Linked DNA regions of Mus musculus: region 2 is linked to region 1. Evidence: chromatin contacts called from public HiChIP or PLAC-seq data. All regions are on one chromosome and are shown on one strand. The core of a region is the stretch at or near the end of the contact, and the rest is flanking DNA. Distances in the headings are between cores, read along the strand shown.

Region 1 (5,838 bases), core at 347-2,846:
CTTGTGGTCCTCTATTCCAGCCCCTCCTAGCTTAGAGTGGTAAAATTAACCCCTAGGGGGTGCTGGACTGTGAACTACGGTAAAGGCTGACCCCAGGGAACCATTCTGAAGCTAAACATGGGCTTTCTCTGGGTAAAAGTTCATGGCCATACAAGGCTCTGGGAGGCCCACCGTGAGCAGCCAAGCACCCAGTCAGCCACACTTACTCCCAGAATCACTGGAACCTTGCAGCCATTTGGGTAAGAGCATGATGACCCCAAAGTCCTCGAAAGGGCGAGAGAGAGAGAGAGAGAGAGAGAGAGAGAGAGAGAGAGAGAGAGAGAGAAACAGAGAGAGGGCGATGTGAAACTCCCATACTTGTCTCTTGGGTCTCAGTCAAGAAATGCTTAGTGAGCATCCCTAACTTCACAGCAACGTTGGAGGTGGTGCACCTGCCACCACCGTTGAGGGCACTTCTTGGGCATAGCAGGTGGAAGGGCACTACGGTACTTTCCCCACCTGTAGCCAACGTTCTTTGTTGTTGACACCCCAAGAAACCTCAGTCTTGTTGATCCTGTGCCTTTATGACAATTCTCACTCATGACAACCTCTCAGGGAGTGTGGAAAGGGATGCTATGAGTACTAATATCTTCAGTCCACTGGTGACCCAACGCCGTTTAGATGTCAGGGATTTCTAGACTCCTATCTTTTGTGTTGTTCAAGTAGTACTGACAACTTCAAGAGCTACTGTGACGATCTGGAGAAATGGCTCAGCTGGTAATGCTTCTTGTGCAAGCATGAGGACTCGAATTCCCATCCCCAACACCCAACATAGAAATGGGGTGAGATGTCGGTGACCCCTGTGTTAGAGGGCAGGGTAGAGACAGGTGGATGCTGAGGCTTGGTGGCCAGCCAGCCCAGGTGAATCAGTGAGCTCCAGGCTCAGGGGCAGAAGTTGTCTCAAAAAAATAAGGAGCAGAAACTATTATTCCTGACAACCTACTGTGGACTTCAGGCTTCCGTGCATGGATTGGATGGACGTGCACTTGTGTGCACAGACAGACAGACACTGATGGACAGATACACACACACACGGGAGCAGGGGTAGAAAGAGAGCTATATTTATCTTTTCCCATCTGGAGTTATTCTTCACCATGTTGAACAGAAGGGGGGAGGGGAGAGGTGGTGCCATCTGTCAAGTTCCCTGCCAAGGGGCTCCTCCAGGAAACATGCCACCCCACCTCAGTGCCCCTGGTTTTCCTTGACCCTGGCTCTGGCCATGCAATACACATCCATTAGGGTGTGTCTTACGATTTCAGGAGGACAACAAACCCCAGGTGAAGCTGTAAGGAGTAGGGAATCTCACCAGCCTTCACTTCCTCCCTCCCCCATTCCCCACCTCCCCAAGCTGCCCACCAACAGTGAAAAAGAGGAAACATCTGGCCAGGCTTCAGCTCCCTCACCCTAGTGCCAGGGGAGCTTGTGGGAAGAGATGGCAAAAGATGGAAGGTCTTGCAACCTTGAAATAAACCAACGGTCCAGCTATTGTCCTCCCTCCCCCTACATTAGCTTTCAATAGGAACAGCCCCACCCAGTCACCACATAGCAGGCAGGCTGCTACTTTCTGTTTCAGAACCCTAAGGGATCCTGCCTTAAGTGGGTTCCAGGATGTCTTTACTAAGGTGATGACAGTATTGATGGTCATAGGGCCAGAGTGGAATGACACTGTCATAAAAACATCCCTCCCCCATCTACCCCAATCACCTTTAGCCTCTAACAATCGCTCTCACAAATCACTCTATAATCTTCATAATAGGCCCTGCCTCACTGCGGGTCTTATCTACTTTGGACACACAAAGCACCTTAGCCCAGGTAATACCACTGCTCGGTGGCAGAAATCAAAATCAAGCCCTCCCAACTCCACAGTTCATCCACTCAGCTTGTAAGTCAAGCTTGTAAGTCAAGCTACAAACTCCCTGAGTGCACCTGAGTCCTCGCCCACCTTGACCATGACCTAGATAACCACCTCCAGCTTACCATAACACTCACCCTCCTCTTTCAATCATTCATTTCAATCATTTGTTCATGTACTAAGTACAAAGTCACTTACAACATGTTAAGCATATGCTATCCATTGAGGAAAAAGAGAATTATTTATTTGTTTGGGCTTTGGTGTTGTTTTGAGTCTGAGACTCCACGTGTATCTCAGGCTGGCTTTGAACTCTCGGCCCTCCTGCTTCCACCTACTTTACCTGGCCTGCCTGAGAACGAAATAGATTAAATACTGAACTGGCTTCTCTTGACCTCTGCTGTCCAGATCTTTGGGTAACCGGTAAGTACCAAGTAGAGCATCCTAGTGGCCCAGAGAGAGAGCCATGGAGCGAGGCTCAATCTTGCGGTGGTAGGGGAACCCTAGCAGATCTTCAGTGATGTCTGGTAACCATCTTCAGCCAAACGATGAGAAGGAGTGGACATTTGGTGCCAGAGAAGACAGCACATCCAACACACCAAGGAAAGCAGGCCACTTTTGGGGAAGCCTCTGTGGCTGGAGGCAGGGCATTGCAAAGGCATACTGGGGACTTCTGAGGAGGTGCTCTGGATGACCCAGAGGATTAGCCTTGACCCAGTAGACCAGGGAGAGGTGACTGGTCAGGAGGCATCAGGAGATCACCTTTGAAGGAGCTAAGGGAGAAAGGTGTGTGGGCACACGTCTGAGGCTGCTGATGTCATTGACTCAGTAGTGAGGAAGACAGAAGTATGGATGACAGTGACTTTCCAGGGTTTGATGTTAGCAAAGGTGTGAACCCCGGCTGTCTCTTCCACAGCTCTGAGCCTTGCTGTCTTGGGTGTAAAATGGGAATCATATTGCTTACCCGAGGGGTAATTGTAAGAATGTAATGGATGGGATGTGCCAAGGATCTTACATTCTAGGAGCACGGTGATGCAGCATTTGGTAGGCAGAGGTAGATTGCACGTCGGCAGCTTACCTAGGCTACATAGTGAGACCTTATCTCTAAAAACCAATGGTTGCGGGGGGGGGGGGTGAGGTTAGAGGTGGGGTCCTCATTGGCAGTGTTTGCTTAGCAGGTGCAAGGCTCTGGCTCTATATCTTGTCGATGATGGTTGGTCAGTTTGAAATGGCCAGCAAACACCCAAATCCCAGCTTAGCCTGCTCCTGTGGAGCCTGGCTGACTGTGCTAGCTTTTAGCTGATTGAAAGACAGCTGCCAATGCATTGAGTATAACAGGCCCCCTCTCCACTCTTTCTTATGTATTTACTTATTTATTTTTATTTCATGTGCATTAGTGTTCTGCCTGCATGTGTATCTGTGTTAAGGCATTGGATCCTCTGGAGCTGGAGTTACAGACAGTTGTGAGTTGCCATGTGGGTGCTGGGAACTGAACCCAGGTCCTCTGAAATAACATCTGGTGCTCCTAACTTCTGAGCTGTCTCTCCAGCCCTCTTCATTTCTAGAAGAACCCCTGGAGCCATGCCTACACTGTCACTGTCACTATGTGAAAAGTGCTGAGGGCAAGGTGCATCTAAGTCTCTAGCTCTGTGCCAGAACCCTGCATGATTCTAAGAACACAGGAGTGTGTCACATCACCATTACCCAATGAACTCTATACATGACATGTATGATGAGTGAATGAGCCTTCCTGTATCTGGAAAGAGAACATTGATAAAGGACAACAGCGGAAAGGATGGTCCATGCTGGACACCAAGGTCCAGAGCACTTTCCCATCTACTCAGCCCTGAGAATTTAGAAATGGAAGAATAGTTCCATTCCCTCTCAGAGAGGCCGTAGTCTCCCTTGACACTTAAAGGGCCATGTGACGGAGCGAGGGTCAGTCTTAAGAAGAGGTAGGTTAGGATAGAAACAGAAAAGAGAATCTCAAGGAAGACCCGGAGCACTAGTCTGGTCCTGAAGTTAACAGTGTCTCTCTCGTGGCACTGGACCACCCATTGAACAAGGCTCCTGAACAAGGTGGTTGCTGCTACCTCACTAGCCTCAGCTAACACCAGACTCCAGCTTCTTCAGTCTTCCAGTGTGGACTGAACACCAGGGAAATCGTTCCAGCTTTTGGCACCAGGGTTGGCATTGCTCGGGCATCCATCTTTGTAGACTGAACTGTTTCTGGGTTCTCAGCCTCTCCAGTGTGCAGGCCACCGTTGTTGACCTATCCGGCCCTCGTGGGTTATTAGTATTTGGTCCGCCAGGAGAAAATGAGCATCGGCTCATCTGCCATTTTATCTGTATGGCCAGAGCTGCCCTTGAGGGTAAGCAAAGATTCCACACCCAACTCCATTCACTCGGGGCCTCTGCTGAGACCCAGCATTTAAGTAGAGAGGGGTTAAAGGTGGGTGGGTGGGGGTGGCCAGGTTACAGGACAAGTCAGATAGATCAAAGTGATTCAGTAAATGACAAAAGCAGAGGCAGAGTTGAATGTCCTTTCTTTGGTTCAACTCCCTTACCTGTTAAGTTTCCAGTTACATGAGTTAAGTTTCAGGGCACTATAAGTTAATGATCTCCATGAAGTATATTATTAGAGGGGAACTAGTCTTACTGCTGAGCAGCGTGTTGTCTTCTACAGAGGATGTTTGTGTTCTGGAATTTAAAATTACTTAAAGTAATAGTGTCAATGAAACGTTGTCCGGTGACTTGCTTCTTTTAAATGATCACTGTTAGACAGGGAGATGCATTTTTAAATGTTTTTTTAAAGTGCTTTTTGAGAATTTTTAAAGGATGGGTTCAAACTTCAAAATAATTTAGATAGATAAATAGGTAGATAGTTTTAAAAATATATGTGAGATAGATTAGGGGATATCTCATGTTTTATTGATTTATTTGTCCATCCTTCATAGGAACCAAATATCTTATTTATCATGAGGCTCATACGGTGGATTAACACTGGGACTCCTGCCTGCCTCTGCCTTTGCAGGAGCTTCCCACACTATGCTGAGTCCTTGTCCTTCCGATAAATAAATAATACCAGATTACCACATCTTATCAAGAATTTGCCAAAGCTAAAAATAAGATCAAATGAGAATTCACACCGTCTCACTGTTAAAGCCTCTTTGCCAGAAGCATGGCTTGTCCCTTAACTTAGGTGTCCCAAACTAACAACACCTGATGACATTTGTGGCTCTCCTCCCAGAAGTCTTGCGAACTGCTTAATGCTCCTTGGCGTCTCATTTTGTGACCCGGTATTGTCTTTTATTTCTTTAAATGTGCTGGGCTCCGATGGCCTGTTACAAGCAGACTGCAGTGGGGTGCAGTCTTTCAGCTGACGTCTCAGAGAAACTTCCCTTATGCATCTTCGTGATTTGACTGAAGAATGCTTCTGGTTATCTTTGTGGATAATCAGATGACCTTCCAGTATGATAACTCTCATTTCTCTTCCACTTTTTATAAGTTTTTTCTCTTTCCTTTTTTGTATGTACACGATAGAATGCCATCTGACCCTGAGGGGGGGAAATAAGTGAGCAGGTATAGGCTGTCACTACTCCCAAAGGGAAAACTTAGATATTTAGTATGGAATATGAACTATAGAAGTTAGGAGGAGAGAGAGAAAGAGAGAGAGAGAGAGAGACAGACAGACAGACAGAGACAGACACAGACAGACAGAGACAGACACAGACAGACAGAGACAGAGACAGAGACAGACAGACAGACAGAGACAGACACAGACAGACAGACAGAGACAGACACAGAGACAGAGACAGAGACAGAGACAGAAGAGAGAGAAAGCCAATAGATGATTCCTAACATCTCTACTTGGCTAAGGAAGCCACCCTTGGCTCCTATTGGCCAAGTGTTGCCATGGTGAGGATCAAATGCCATCAAGTGCTCTCTGC
Region 2 (6,021 bases), core at 2,996-5,495, 130 kb before region 1:
TTTTCTTCCTTTAAAAGAAAGGAATTTCTCCTTTACCTTTCCCTGGCCTGGGAGAAGAGAAATACCCAACGCCTGCTTCTTCTCACTATCTTGTCCCTTCCAGAAGGGACAGGAGGCCTGAGAAGCCCTGGTGGAACTCACAGTCAAGGTACAAGCTCACCAAACCACCGAGTGTGGCTTGCTCATCTCCCCCTCCCCACCCATGTTCTCCAGAGCCCTTCGGATTGCCCTTTCACCCACTGCCCCATGTCCATCTCTAGGGCAAAGGCACAGTGAAGGGCTAAAGGCACAGAGAGCATCTGAGACAGACTCAGATATGTCAGGACTTTAAAACAACAGATTCATATTCAAGGGTGGAAGGAAGGAAGGAAGGAAGGAAGGAAGGAAGGAAGGAAGGAAGGAAGGGAGGGATGGATGGATGAAGGGAGGAAGGGAGGGAGGGACTAAGGGAGGAAGGGAGGAAAGGGAGGGAGGGAGGGAAGGAGGGAGGGAGGGAAGGAGGGAGGGAGGGAAGGAGGGAGGGAGGGAGGGAGGGAGGGAGGAGACAGCTCCCTGGAACAGATGGGCCCTGTGAACAGAGATGGACATTGTAAGCAACAAATGATCCAAAGGAAGCACAAGGAGTTAAACACCAGCCAATGAAGATTGCCTTTGATGGACTCATTAACACACTGAGTGGGAGTGATGAAATAATCCCTAAGGGTGGGTGTATGTCATTAGGAACTTTCAGTGTGGAAAATCAAAAAGAAAAAGGATTGGGAAGAAAAATCAAGACAAGAGAAATCCAAGAAGAAAAAGGCATAAAGGTGTGTGAGAGAATGAGAAAGAACTAAGAAAGGTGGGCTGGGAACAGAGCTCCTGGGAGAACATTGGTTTAGCATGCAGCAGTCTTTTGGGTCAGCCGTAGCCCCACAGCAAACACACACACACACACACACACACACATACACACACACACACACACACACACACACGCCCCAGGGGCAGGGAGCTGTTTGAACATATAATGACTGGGAATTTCCCCAAATTGGGTTTGGTCAGACACCAAAAACCACAGTTGCAGAAAGTACAGAGAATACAAGTGAGATAAATGTCCTAAATAAACAGAACTCCCTGCATCCGGGGGTAGCACACTCAGAAAGTAAAGGGGAAATCTTGGAAGAGGCCAAGAATAAGAATGTCTTACCTGCAGTGGAGGAAAGACACAAATTAAATCCAAATTCTCACCAAAGGAAGCATGCAAGGAAAAAGGGAGCTGATGAAATGTTTCTGAAGAAAATCCTGGGCAGTCTGGAATCTCGTAACCTTCAAAAATAAGAGGTAAAGATTTGTTTGTTTGTTTGTTTGTTTGTTTGTTTTAGTCAAGGTTTCTATACACAGCCCTGGTTGATCTGGATCTTGCTAGGTTGACCAGGCTGGCCCCAAATTCACAGAGATCCACCTGCCTCTGTGTTCTGAGTACTGGGATTAAAGGTAGTGCCACCATGTCTAGCAGGATCGTTATCACTGGAATTTTAAAAGACATCTAGTACCTATAGATATTCCTTACAATAAACGTAAAAGGTTCTTTAGCCAGGCTAAGTCACTACAAAGCATGCCTGTGATCCCAATGCTCTGGAGGCTGAAGCAGGGGGATCATGAGTTGAGAGCAACCTGGACCACCCAGTAAGATCTGGCCCAAAAAAGATGGGGGGGGGGCGCAGAAAGGAGGAAGGGGAGATGAGGGGAGGAGAAGGAGGCTGGAGAGATAGGTGGCTCTGTGATTAAGAGCACTTGTTTTTGCCAAGGGTCCAAGTTCAGTTTTCAGCAGCCCCACCCACGTCCCACAATTCCCTGTACCTTCAGTTCCGGGGGATCTCATGACGTCTTCTGCAGGCAAAACACTCATACACATTGAAAGAAACCAATAGGCAATTATTTAATTTTTAAAAAATAGGGAAGACCAAGGGAGGGAAGGAAAGGAAGTCAGCAGCTCAGAGTCAATCCCCAGTGTCCAGTCCCCAGCATGGCAAAAATACTCAAGAAAGAAAAGGGAAAACAAAAAACAAAGGGAGAAAGAAAAGAAAGGGAAGGGAAGGGACACAGAAGGGAGAGGAGAGGAAAGGATCCCTTGGATAAGCACTGTGCGTGTGTCTACTACCTCAAGACACCCGAAGCCGTCAAATGCTATGCAAGGTGTTTATGTCTGGAGAAGGCGTTTGAACCTGTGGAGAACCAGACACAGTGGACAAAACACAACACCAAAAGCACCACCCATAGAATCACCCACGACGGGCCACTAAAATGTCAAACTTTCGCTCTCCAGAAGATACGGTTGAAAGAATGAGCTGAAACCACAGGCTGTGTCTGGGTAGATGGCTCAGCCCACAAGGGCATCAGCACTGCTATAGCCTGTGTTCAGTCCCCAGAGCACAGGCGAAAAGGCAGACATGGTAGTTCAATATGGAACGAGGATACATAGGGAGACGCTAAGCTTGAAGATTGGCAATTGTCTTCATTTTCAAGAAATAAAATATCCTAACAGGATAACACAGTAGTGAGCATGCAAGAGGCTTTCCCAGACATTTGCCAGAAATGTATCCAGGTCTCCTAGAGGGCCAGGAGAGTCTATCAGAGCCCCTGGCTGAAACTACAGGCTGCGGTGAGATGCCTGGTGTAGGTGCCAGGAGCTGAACTCAGGTCCTCCGGAAAAGCAACTGGTACTCTTAACTGCCCAGCTGTCTCTCCAGCATGGGGACACTCTTTGTAAGAGCAGCACGTTTTGTTTTCCCAAATAAACTATTACATAGCAATGTGTCAAATAAAACAGCTAGAAAGGATTGATCCATTGACTCTGTCATGCTAGCCGGTAGCTCCTCAAAGAACTTTGGCTCCCATGAAGCAAAGCTCGGAAAACATCAGCCAGAGGTCCAGGATGGAGCTCCCTGCTCTACATACACAGCCCTTCAACCTGGATCTCATGATCTGATTCCCAACACCCTACTGGTTGCAGGCCCCGACCCTCCCTTAACGTACACGTGTACAAACATCTCTGTGAGTTCTCAACTTTCAAATGGGCATATTAAAACTCACAACTGCGGTGAAAATGAATGAATCAATACACGATGAAGCGCAGTATACGCTCGGGACACCAGCAGAAAGGACTTGGAACAGTCCGCAGCACCCAGGAAATTGAGCATTTGTACTCTTTCGCCTCTGCTGATTTTGTAGATTAGCTTGTGACAGCCTAACATAAAAACTTAATAGTCTCTGAGTGGTGTTCTTAAACAACCATGGAGGGTTTGGTTGGTTGTTTTGCTTGTTTGTTTGTTCGGTTGGTTGGTTGGTTGGTTGGTTGGTTGGTTGGTTGGTTGGTTGGTTGGTTTTGTTTTGTTGGCATGTTTGTAGCTATCTGCCTTTCATGCTCAAAGACAACAGAAGACATGACACTGGGGGCTGCGCTGAAAAGAGGCCACCATGTTAGTTCATCAATTAGGCTCCACCAACAAGCCACACGTGGTACTCTAGCTCACTGCCCTTCCTCTTGGAGCATGCTGTCTTGGATACCCTGTGGCCACGTTTCCTCTGACAGTCACTGTCCATATGTTACCTTGTCTTGGAACTGTCTAGATTCTTTATCCACAAAACCTACTTGCACAGCACCCCGTCTTCTCTGAGCCTTTGAGAGAACCCATGCAGAGGGAAGTTTAAAGGCTGTCAGACAGGCAGTCAGGACAAGGGTAGATAGATCCTTCTCAGCAGTTGACACTGACACCCCTACACCTGGGCATGTGTTCAATTCACCCTCGCAGGAAGTCCTGCTGCAGAAAAATTTAGAACAGTTGTCCCAAGGGAACATCATTTCTCTGTATCCTTGCTTCTAGGAAAGATGTATATGACCGTTTAGATGTTGATCATGTGGTTACTTTCCAGTTAAGTCTGCACTAGACTCCAGCTGTAGGTTCTGGTCAGAAATGTCTGTTTCACAGATGCGTCTACACAGTCCCTGAACAAGAGCAGAGAAAAGTCAGCAGTGGGCTCATGGTCACTGGCTTGCTCCTACCCTCAAATGCCTCTCAAATGTTCCCTCCAACTCTTATAAAGGTAAACGTTTCATTGGGGCTGCTTACAGTTTCAGAGGTTTGCTCCATTAGTGTCCTGGAGGAAGACATGGTGGCATGCAGGCAGTCACGGTGCTAGAGAAGGAGCTGAGAGTTCTACATCAGAAGTAAAGACAGCCACCAGACCTGGTTTGAGTTTCTGAGCAAAGCCCAACCCAAAGCGACACACTTCCTCCAACAGGACCACACCTCCTCCAACAAGGTCACACCTCCTCCAACAGGACCACACCTCCTCCAACAAGGACACACCTCCTCCAACAGGACCACACCTCCTCCAACAAGGCCACACCTCCTCCAACAGGACCACACCTACTCCAACAAGGACACACCTCCTAACAGTGCACTCCCTATGGACTTAAAATGGGCCATTTCTGTTCAAACCACCACAGGCTGTTCATTTCTTCTGGAGCTTGTCTTTGGATTCCCTGTAAGCTGACAGTCTCAAATATTGTTGTGGTTCTTTACAGCCTTGACAGTAATCACTGAAGCCATTGATCCACCACAGTGCCTCAAAGCCCCACTCCTAGATCATCAGGCCAGTGAAACCCCCATTCTGAGTGAATTTATACATTAGGTTCCTCCTCCTCTGTATCCTTTATTCCTTCCTCCTCCTCCTCTTCTTCCTTCTCCTCCTTCTCTTCCTTCTCTTTTCCTAAAGTGTCTTATTCTGTGGGCCAGGCTGGCCTCAACCCAATCCCCCTGCCTCAGCCTCCTGAATGCTGGGGTTATAGGCATGATCCAACACACTCAACAATCCATCCTGACTGTCATTTTGGCCTGCTTGCTTGTTTTCTACTTCAAAAGCTGTGGTTGGGTTTTCCATATTTTACAATGAAAGTCTTGTTGTTCCCGGTCACACATAATTGATTTGTGATCGGCGATACAAAATAATTCTTCCATGACCTTGGACAGAATATCAATGGTGTGGCCAGGATTTTTGTTTTTTTTATGAAGAGTGAGCAAACATTTTTAAATGACTAATAAATAACCAATGTCATACAGGGTTTCTGGATAGACAGAGGGGCTTTTGTAGTTCTGTAGAAGTCTTTATTTCAACTCACAGTCTGTTTTCTCCAGAAGTGAAATAGTTCAATGCAGTTGGATGCCTGAGAGGAGGGCTGGGAGAGACCAAGACTGGGATAAAGGGGATAAAGCAGACAGACTGAGTCCTCGGTCCTCAGCGCTAGGTGAGCTGCTTCTTCAGGGAGAAGCTGGCAGCAGCTGGCTTGAGGTTAAGGTCTCAGGACAGAGAGGTGGACAGTAGTTGTCAAAGTCCTCCACTCCATTGGTTCTGGGCTTTTGCTTAGGCAGAAGCATGTGGCAGAGGCTGCTCACCTCATGGGTGGCAGGAAACAAAGAGAAAGATGGAGACACAGCTCACCATCAGCGATTCTCTGCCTTCAGGCAAAAGTACCCACAAGCTGGGGGTCAAGCTCAGAACAATGAGTCATTTAATGGGCCACTTCGTAGCTAAATCATGACTTGAAGGAAAGTTGGAGGTACTAAGAGGAAGTGGGTGGGGACATCTCAGGGAACAGGGGTACATGGACTCTGAGCATGAATGGTGGGAAGCACACGAGATAGCCCATGTTATATAATGCATATATTACCCTTCTGTCTGGCATACCCAAACTAACATGTTTAGTTTCTTAACCAACATTGTTAGGCCTACGTGTATCTGAGTGAACTCTACCTAACTCAAGGGTACAGACAATCGTTTAGGAGCATGAATTTGCTACTACAAAGGGATGAAAAGATATAAATGTCATCTTAAAAATTTAGTAAAGACAATACTTAATAAAAAGCATATACAGTCTTCCATTGAATCAGATACAAAATCCTAACTGGCATTAGCCAATCAAATCCAATGATGTGATACAACGTTTCAGGTCATGACCCATGACCCAAAATGTATCAAACC

What was found. HiChIP or PLAC-seq counts read pairs in DNA pulled down with a chosen protein or histone mark.
Region 2: an H3K4me3 HiChIP or PLAC-seq map of the 230-238 cell line shows a contact between it and region 1, with 16 read pairs. The contact joins two enhancer-like sites. A contact is called at or near these places in 1 of 15 datasets of contacts at CTCF or cohesin (CD8 T cells), 2 of 484 Hi-C or Micro-C datasets (the AML12 cell line and embryonic stem cells) and 2 of 115 datasets of contacts at active chromatin or transcription factors (the 230-238 cell line and pancreatic cancer cells).

The regions. Positions count from the first base shown.
Region 1 is chr6:127,259,804-127,265,641 of GRCm38.p6, reverse strand. No RefSeq gene overlaps it. Among named protein-coding and RNA genes, the nearest start is that of Gm38404, 45 kb to the left of the region's middle. Within about 2 kb of position 1,596, at least 50 of the 459 cell types and tissues checked have an H3K27ac peak or open chromatin away from gene starts, as enhancers often do. A contact at or near this core is called in the 230-238 cell line, where this site is marked.
Region 2 is chr6:127,396,600-127,402,620 of GRCm38.p6, reverse strand. It overlaps the pseudogene Gm34091. Among named protein-coding and RNA genes, the nearest start is that of Gm34148, 49 kb to the left of the region's middle. Within about 2 kb of position 4,245, at least 12 of the 459 cell types and tissues checked have an H3K27ac peak or open chromatin away from gene starts, as enhancers often do. A contact at or near this core is called in the 230-238 cell line, where this site is marked.